Regions from separate parts of the Sus scrofa genome. Here regions 2 and 3 are each linked to region 1. A link is a contact called in public Hi-C and HiChIP or PLAC-seq data. All regions are on one chromosome and are shown on one strand. Each heading gives the region's core, a stretch centred on a gene start, on an enhancer-like site or on the middle of the called end of the contact. The rest is flanking DNA. Distances are from core to core; before and after follow the strand shown.

Region 1 (2,750 bases), core at 138-2,637:
CTCACTCAGCCCCACCCCTAAGACCCCTCAACATTGCTGGCGCACGGCACCCTCTGGGCCTCCTGGAAGAGGGTAGGATTCTGTCCTCTCGGGGGCTTTCCCAGCTGATGCCCAGGTTCTAGGATAACCGGGTCTCTGGGTGAGGAGGCGAGGGCTCCAAATCCCAGGCGCCGGCGAAAAGAGAGGGGCTGCAATGCAACGGGCACCCAGATCGCTCGGGCTACCGCCGAGGAAACCCCGCCCGCCCGCCGCCCAGCGCCCACGGACCTTGCAGAGCTGCTGGCCCTGGGAGAGCTCCTCGAAGGGATAGCGCTGGGTGCACTTGGTGCAGGCGTACAGGGCCGAGGCCGCCATCCTGCTCCTCAGTCTCCTCCTCCACCGCCGCCCGCTCCGAGGCGGAGCCCTACGGGAAACTCGGGCGCCGCAGCCACCGCTGCCGCCACTGCCGCTTGGGCTGCGGGCTCCTCCTCCTCCCCCTCCCCCTGCCTCGCGCCCACCAGGCCCTCGCCGCGAGAGCCCAAGGCCCTGCGGCCGCCGCCGTCTCCCTCCGCCTCCACTTCCGCCCCAGCCCACCCAGTGACGCCGTCCCGGCCGCTCCCGCTTAGGCCCGAGAGCGGCGGAGGAAGACGAAGAGGATAGTTCGCTGCGGTTTAGCAGCGCGGCAGCGGATCCGCTTCCTCCTAGGCTTCCCTTTCTCACCCCTGATTGGCTGGGAAGGCTACAGCGTCACCAGGCCGCTCCGCCCAAGGCCTAACCCCCGCTACGCTGGGAGCTCCCACAAAGGGAGGAAGTCGCTGGCCAATAATAGCGCGACGCTTTCAGCGCGCGAAATCCACTTTAAACTTGCCCCGCCCAAAGGTCCCGGTGGCGACTATTTCTAGCAGCCAGTCCCAGGTTTGGTTGGGAGTTTCCCAATCCAATTGGGCAGTTGTTTGCTAAGGTTTACTCTCTGCCCCTATTCTTTTTTTTTCCTTGACTTCCATTGGACCAAATTTTTAAGCCCCTCCCAATTCTATTTTTAATTGGCCGAAAGGTGAGTACTTCACCTGGAGAGGCGTCCCCGAGTGAAACTCACGCTCTCTCTGGCCTTTAATCCAAGGGAAGACATGGAGTGTTTGAATTTCGCGTTCGCTTTTATTTCAGTCATTGTATTCGGTTGCCAATGAAACAACACAACCCCTCGCCCATCTATTTCCCTCGAGAAAGTCCGTTCCTATGCAAAACCCCGTCAGAAGGGCCTGGGAACCCTCGGCGCTACGCGCCCGCGCAGCCCTTGCGACGCGCTACCTTGTGACGTCACCGAGGGAAGGGGCGGATTCTCCTACCACCTGAAGACGTTCGCCTTTTTGATTGGCTGACCAGGGCGTCCGTTAGGACGTGTTGCCCTTTCCGTGTGCACTCCAGAGCGCGGGCGTCCAAGTGGGGGTGTGTGGCAGGGGTTTCCGGGCCGGGCACCAGCACCCCAGCCCCTTCCATCAGGGGTTTGGCTTAGGGTCGTCCCTGGCGGGCGGCTCTCGAAGCTTGAAGAACAGCGCGCGCACCCGGGCCGCTCCGGGACTGCAGAGGTCCGCTAGGCAGGCACGAAGATGGCGGCAGCGTCGGTCTCTGAGACTTCGGCTTCTCAATTCTCGGTAAGAAGCGGTGGACGTTCGAATAGGTCCCGTCTCGGTCTTGGCGCCCCTTTGCTCTTCCTCACCCTTCAGAGCGATGTCGGCTCAGCATCTTACCCGTTCTGGGGAACGGCGCGGGGCGCCTACATCTCCCCGGGCTACCTCGGCGCCCACCGCTTTTCTGCCTGGGCTGCACCGTTCATTGAAAGCGGCCGGCCGGCCGGCCGGCGGGTCTCTCCCCCCTGCCCCTTTCTGCTTACCGCCCAGGTGGCCGTTCATTGCTGGGACCCGCAGGGATGGTTACCCAACGCACCCCGTGCTGCGAAAGCTGGGCTCCTGGGTCACGTGGGTGTAACGGCCAGGCTTGAAAGCGCTCCGAGACCAGGTAGGCGCTCTAGTTGCCTTAATTGGCAGCTGTTGAATAATCCAGTCTCCAGTGCTTCTGCTGATTGCTTTGCCAGCAGTACTCCCTCCCTTTTGTTCTTCCTTCTGCATTCATCCCACCGCCTCCTTATTCCGATGACCTCTGTGTAAAGGTCGTTTTAGAGAGGCGACCGGAGGAGCTGATCTTAAATATTGTTTTGGCCTCCGCAAGAGCCACAAGCCTGTTACTAGTATTTTGTTGAATTGGGCTGGTACCCGCCGCTCTGGGAATAGATGGGAAGTGAATGTGAATGTGAAGAAGCTCAAGTTAGAGCCATTATCTCTTCATGCAGCAAATGCTGAGTGTCTGGCGTACTTTTAAAAGGCTCTAGGATTGCACAGATGAATACAGCAGAATCCCTCTGAAGGAGCAAACACTGAAGGAATCTACACGTAGTTAGATTAATACACAGTATTGTTTCATAAGTGCCACCATGCTGGAAAAACCGAGCCAAGGGTGATGAGCACTGCTTGGGGAGAGAAGAGAGAGAGCTAGTTGGGTGGTGAAGGATTCGCAAATGCTTGTCCCAGGAACAGAAAAGGAAGGAGAACAAAGCACCACAGGCATTTTGGAATATGTGCCAAGACAATAGGTGCTTCCAGAAACCTTGAAAAAAATTTGGAATGAGCAGAGAGGTAGTGTGGGTGTAGAGTCCCTTAGGAAGAATTGTAAAAATAGATTAAAATAAGAGAGGGATGGTGAGGGGAGAAGGCAGG
Region 2 (2,750 bases), core at 87-2,586, 1.2 Mb before region 1:
GGGAAACTCTATATGCTGTGTGTGCAGCCCTTTAAAAAGAAAAAGAAAAAAAAAAGATAAAAAACATTTATAGCTTCAATATTTTACCAAAAACCAAGAATATAAACATATAACAATATGCCAATCTACCGCAAGACCCCCACTATAGCTACATATTATCTTTTGTCAAAAACCATACAGTATGATATTTACTGACATTCCAAACATCCTTTTTGATGACTAACACTTCTGTTCATAGGCAAGCTTTTGATTTACTCGTAATTTATTACATAAGTTTTCTTTTATGATGATCATAGTTGATGGGATGTAGAAACCCAAAGCAACAGAGATTCTGGAAGACAGGAGCTTACAGGGTATCTGCAGGACTCATTTCTGCGGTCAGTCCAGCTCCTCCCGGATCAGTTTTCTCTCCAAGTACCCCTGGGTCCTGCGATCAAATGTGTCAGAAAACTCACTCGATTCCAAATCCTAAAACAAAATTATATTATTTAAAACACATTTTTAAAAAGCAGACTGGTAATTTTGGAAGTCTCATTTTCATCTAAGCACCTACTATACTTTTTTAAGAACAGAAAATAGTGTCTCCAGTGCCATTCTAGTTTGACCACTATGTTTCAGCTCCTCTCCTATTTCCCTTCACCATGCCCTGTGGGAAGCTAACTTCTGTTAAATGAATGGGCAATAAGGGTCACACCCAGTTCTGTTTTAATACATCAACAACTCTCCATGTGCCGCAAAGTTTAAGTTGCATAGACAGGCTACTATGAAGCAGGGAAGTGACGCCGGTATTTCCTGCTTAAACACAGAACTGTTTTTAAAGAAATGGGCTTGTTTTGATAAGAGAAGGGCCCAGTGTTTAAAGCTGGTGTAAATAAACAGAAACACGTGGTCTGCGGAGAGACAACATCAAGTGTCAGCAGCTTAAGAAAAAGGGCCAGGCTTTTGCGGGAGGAGCGCAGCCACCGCGGAACGGTGGGAATTCCAAGCCTCAACAAGCCCTCACCACTGGACTATCGGAAACCAGAACGCGCCAACCTCCAAGGCTCCTCCCCAGCCTTCTCCGCCCATTCTTGCCACAGGGTCAATCCTCTCCGAGCCCGGGATACAAGAAACGACTCCTAAATTACCCCACACCGGGACTCTCCAAAGCCCCACCCTGGGGACCCGAAGTTGTGTTTTACCCGGGAAGAAGGAGGGAGATCCGCGAGAAAAAAGGTAACGGTACAGCCCGAGCTGGTCTCTCAGTATAGGTTTGGCCAAAGACCTGAATTAGGCGGGAGAGAAACAGCAGCTTTTTCTCGCGAGACTTCATTGATGACGTAGTACTTTAATTCTTCTCATTGGTTGAGGATGCTGTGAGGTCGCAGGGAAAGTAGCGGCGACGCCCCGCCCTCTTAGAAGAGCCAATCCTGAGTAGCCGAGGGGACGAACCCCGGAAGCGAAGTTCCCGGCGGCGATTTCCCCCTCCCGCAAGGTAGGTAGCTCTTTCTTATCCGGGGTCCGCTTCCAGCTTGCTTGGCGCCACCTAAGAATTCTTGGGCTCAAAGGGGCGGGTCACCTGTCGACCCCTGCGGAGCCCTGTAAATAGGGCCGCCGCATGGGTCCTAGGTAGAGCAGGAGCGGCTTCCTTGTCCTTAGCAGTTTGGAAGGCCGCAGACTCGACTTCCTGGCCAGTGAAGTGACCGGCGGGGACTGGTGGCCTTCTAGCCTCACTCCCACTCCCGAGATTGAGCATTCGGACTCTAGTTTGCAGGCCTTTCCCTGCGTCCTCTTACTGTCTCCCTGGATCCTTGGTTCAGCACATCTATGTTGCTTTGTGCAGACGGCAGTAAAACAGGGTGCAGTAAAAAATAATGTGAAACTTTTGAATTAGAAAATATGGACTTTCAGTTTCATTGAAAGTTGTTTAATCTATCTGAACCTCAGTGCCTTCACCTGTAAAATGGGGTTTACACACCCCCCACCCCTGTCACTGGGTTGTTTGTGAGGAGTTGATATAGTTTAGATCTCTATGGAATGTGATCTTTAGCAAAACATAGACTGTTTCTTCCTGGTGGGGTATCATCAAATAGGAGTCTTGATGGACTCTTTAAATCCTGAATCAGGAATATGCATCTCGGTTTAACTTTTTAAATCCGCTACAGAATCTTTATATGTAATTAATTTTATCTGGAACAGTAAATTCAAATTATAAGGAGCTTTTTTTTTTAAAGTACTGGATTTATTTTATTTTTTTAATGATTTTTATTTTTTCTTTATATTTGATTTACAGTGTTCTGTAGTTTTGGGGTTTTTTTTGGGGGGGGCAACACCTGTGGCATATGGAGGTTCCCAGGTCAAATTGGAACTGCAGCTGCCACCCTATGCACAACAACACCAGATCCAAACCATGTCTGCGACCTACACCACAGCTCACAGCAATGCAGGATCTTTAACCCACTGAGCAAGGCCAGGGATCAAACCTGAATCCTCTTGGATACTGGTAGGGTTCATTGCCACTAAGCCACAATGGGAACTCCGAGAGTTTTCATAAAAAGGAGGGGGGGGCCTTAAAATTTGTGCTATAATATTACTATAATTGATATAATTAACAAGTGAACTTAACATTATTTACTGGTATTTATTTAGTGTTTAATGAGTAGATGTATGATCTTTTATGTCGTAAGTTTCAGAGAATAATTTGAGAAAAAAGGAAAAAGTGAGATTATTAGAACATAAAGCCTTTCTGACAGGGTCTCTCTGTTGACTCT
Region 3 (2,750 bases), core at 123-2,622, 1.1 Mb before region 1:
CCCCTTTTCTTTCTTGCCATGCTCTGTGGCATAAGAGATCCAACCTGAGCCACAGCAGTGACCCAAGCCACAGAAGTGACAGTGCCAGATCTTTAACCTGCTGAGCCACCAGAAAACTCCTAGCCTTTTCTTTTTTAATTAAAAATAATGGAGTAGGCGTTCCCCTTGTGGCTCGGTGGGTTAAGAACACGACATAGTCTCAATCCCTGGCCTCGCTCAGTGGGTTAAGGATCCGGTGTAGGATGCAGATGCAGCTCTGATTCGACATCTAGACTGGGGACTTCCATATGTCACAGGTGTGGCCGTAAGAAAACGAAACCAAAAAACAAGAGTGGAGAATAACTGAAGCTCCTGTTTCAAAGGCAGTCTGCTTAATTAGCTTGAAAATGATTCTACAGAAAGAAAAACATTATAAAAGGTTTTCGTGTGTAGAAGTGCCACTAGATTGATGGGTAGCCCGAGCACCTAATGCTGTCCATTCAGCTCCCAAACTGCCCCTGTGGGCAGGCAGGCATTGCCACTTGAAAATATTTTTATAGAAGCTTTTACAATCTGTACATGGTTTTTAATGAAAAGGTTCCACACAATAAATCCAATGGGCAAACCTGGTTTACTTCTTCACAGTAAAACCCAAATGGCAAAGCATCAAAAACACATGACAAGCTGGCCCCATTCCTAGCAAATCTATTTCTTCCTAACATCGGTAACTTACACAGCACTGGGCTAGGGCACCAGGGATCTCCTCCTATGATCTAAAAATTCTCTCAAAACTGCCTCCTTTCCTTAGGTCAGCAGCCCACTCATGCCCTATTTAGACTTTGCTGACTAAAAGTTTAATTACATGAATGAAAATCCCAAAGTCAGAAATTCAAATTCAAGCCCTAGGCGAAAAAGAATTCCAGTCCCTGTAGAAGTAGATGCCTCCTTGCTTCATTAATAAAACTGAAGAGGCCAGTGTCATACTCCTTTATACCCTAAACTAGGGTGCTATAATATTTATTTATCTTAGTCATCATGTTATAGTCTAGAGTGTTTTGCGGAATCGTCCCCAGTGCAGATTTTCTGCTGTTTCTTAAGCGCTTAGTAAAATTAAGGTGATGTTCATTCATTCGTCTCACTGAATAGGCAGGAAGTTCCCTGAGGACAAAGCCTCAAGGGCCATATTTTTATGTTTGAGTTATGAGTTCGCCCAGCGCTGGTACAAAGAATTCTCTGAGCCAGCAGGCGGAAGGGTTCATTCAGAGGGGGGAGCAAAGGCAAAGAACTGTTGCATTGCTCAGAAAACATTCGAGTCTTCTCTAGCCTCTGCTGAGGAGGTGAGCAAAGCGAATGTTCTTATGACAGAAGGGTTTCCTGAACACGTGGTTTCACAAAATGCACCGTCTTTGTGGGTCGCACCGCGGGACAGGCGGGTCACGAGGTCAAGGTCATCTGGCCCGTTTCCGCGGTCTCGCCGGCTCCCGCCCTCCGGCAGGCGTCGCTGGCCCGTAGCTGGGCCGAGAGGAAGGAAGCGGATCTTCGGTCCTGCCCCGAGGCTCGCATCCCCGGGCCGTCTTCCTCCCACGCCCGCCTGCTCTCTCGCCGCAGCGGCTTTCGGAGGGTCTCGCGTCCCCTGCACGTGCCCACGGCTGACCCGGGCCCTCACTTTGGAAAGCGAGGGTTCGGGCCACCGCGATTGAGGGCCGGGACGCAGTTGGGAGGGAACTCGGGCGGGCGCGGCCCCGGGAGCCTGGCCGGGGAGGAGGTTGCGCGCAGAGAGGCCCGGGACCCCTGCGACGGGATCTGGAGTGGCGGGGCGGGGAGCGTCCGCGGCGAGGCGGAGGAGTCCGGGAACCCTGGAGGAACCGGAGAGAGGGCGGAGGTGCCGCCGGAAACGCCCGGGGCCTGGCAGGGCAGGTCAGGCCGGGGGCGCGGTGGAGGGGAGGGACCGGGCGGCGCCGGGCTGGGCCTCCGGGCCCACTCCCCTCGCCCTGGAGGTGCGCGGGGCGGGGAGTGGCGGGGAGGCAAATGGGACCCGTGGAGCTTTAGATCCCGGGACCGCCCTCTCCCGCTCCAGGGCCGGCGGCGAGTGGCAACGACGGCCAGAGCCGCAGCGGCAGTATGAGAGCCGGCGCCGAGGCTCCAAGCCTGCGGACGCGCGGCGGGCGGCGGCGGCCCTTTCCGCGCTGGCCATGGGTACGCGCTGGGGCCGACGGCGCAGCCGGCGTGGAGGCCAGGGGCTGCCTCTGGCCGCCTGGGCGCTGGCAGCCGTCGGCCTGGTGTGCACCGCCCTGACCGCCTACGTCTGCTGGAAGCAGCTGCCGCCGCTGCCCCGAGCCGCCTCTGCCCCGCCGCGGCCAGTGAGCGTGCTGCTGTGGTGGGAACCCTTCGGTGGCCGGCACATCTCTACCAGGCCGTCCCCCGACTGCCGTCTGCGCTTCAACATCAGCGGCTGCCGCCTGCTCACCGATCGCGCGGCCTACGGGGAGGCCCAGGCGGTGCTTTTCCACCACCGAGACCTGGTGAAGGGACCCCCAGACTGGCCCCCGCCCTGGGGCGTCCAGGTGCGCCCAGCGGAGGAACAGCAGGTGCTCGTGTTGGACGACGAGGAAGAACCGGTGGCAGCTGCGGCCGAAGCCCTGGCCGCCCGGGGTCCCAGGCCCCCCGGCCAGCGCTGGGTGTGGATGAACTTCGAGTCACCCTCCCACTCCCCAGGGCTGCGAAGCCTAGAGAGTAACCTCTTCAACTGGACGCTCTCCTACCGGGCCGAC

The links. Hi-C and Micro-C count contacts between places; a contact is called where the count stands out from the background. HiChIP or PLAC-seq counts read pairs in DNA pulled down with a chosen protein or histone mark.
Region 2: an H3K27ac HiChIP or PLAC-seq map of alveolar macrophages shows a contact between it and region 1. The contact joins the promoter of ANKRD49 here to the promoter of CEP57 in region 1. A contact is called at or near these places in 2 of 5 promoter capture datasets (fetal liver and liver), 1 of 47 Hi-C or Micro-C datasets (heart right ventricle) and 2 of 2 datasets of contacts at active chromatin or transcription factors (alveolar macrophages and skeletal muscle).
Region 3: a contact with region 1 is called in a Hi-C map of skeletal muscle, with 7 times the contacts expected there. The contact joins the promoter of FUT4 here to the promoter of CEP57 in region 1. A contact is called at or near these places in 3 of 47 Hi-C or Micro-C datasets (heart right ventricle, liver and skeletal muscle).

The regions. Positions count from the first base shown.
Region 1 is chr9:27,811,557-27,814,306 of Sscrofa11.1, forward strand. It overlaps CEP57 (centrosomal protein of 57 kDa), which reads left to right and starts at 1,388. Exons shown (of 12, transcript XM_021062690.1): 1 at 1,388-1,631. It overlaps FAM76B (protein FAM76B), which reads right to left and starts at 1,862. Exons shown (of 11, transcript XR_001298742.2): 1 at 268-1,862.
Region 2 is chr9:26,633,280-26,636,029 of Sscrofa11.1, forward strand. ANKRD49 (ankyrin repeat domain-containing protein 49) reads left to right here and starts at 1,337. Exons shown (of 3, transcript XM_003129790.4): 1 at 1,337-1,474. MRE11 (double-strand break repair protein MRE11) reads right to left here and starts at 1,317. Exons shown (of 21, transcript XM_003129788.5): 1 at 1,182-1,317; 2 at 351-468. The coding sequence starts at 370.
Region 3 is chr9:26,678,168-26,680,917 of Sscrofa11.1, forward strand. FUT4 (alpha-(1,3)-fucosyltransferase 4) reads left to right here and starts at 1,373. Exons shown (of 2, transcript XM_013979290.2): 1 at 1,373-1,927; 2 at 1,929-2,750. The coding sequence starts at 1,373. It also overlaps a transcript of PIWIL4 not described here.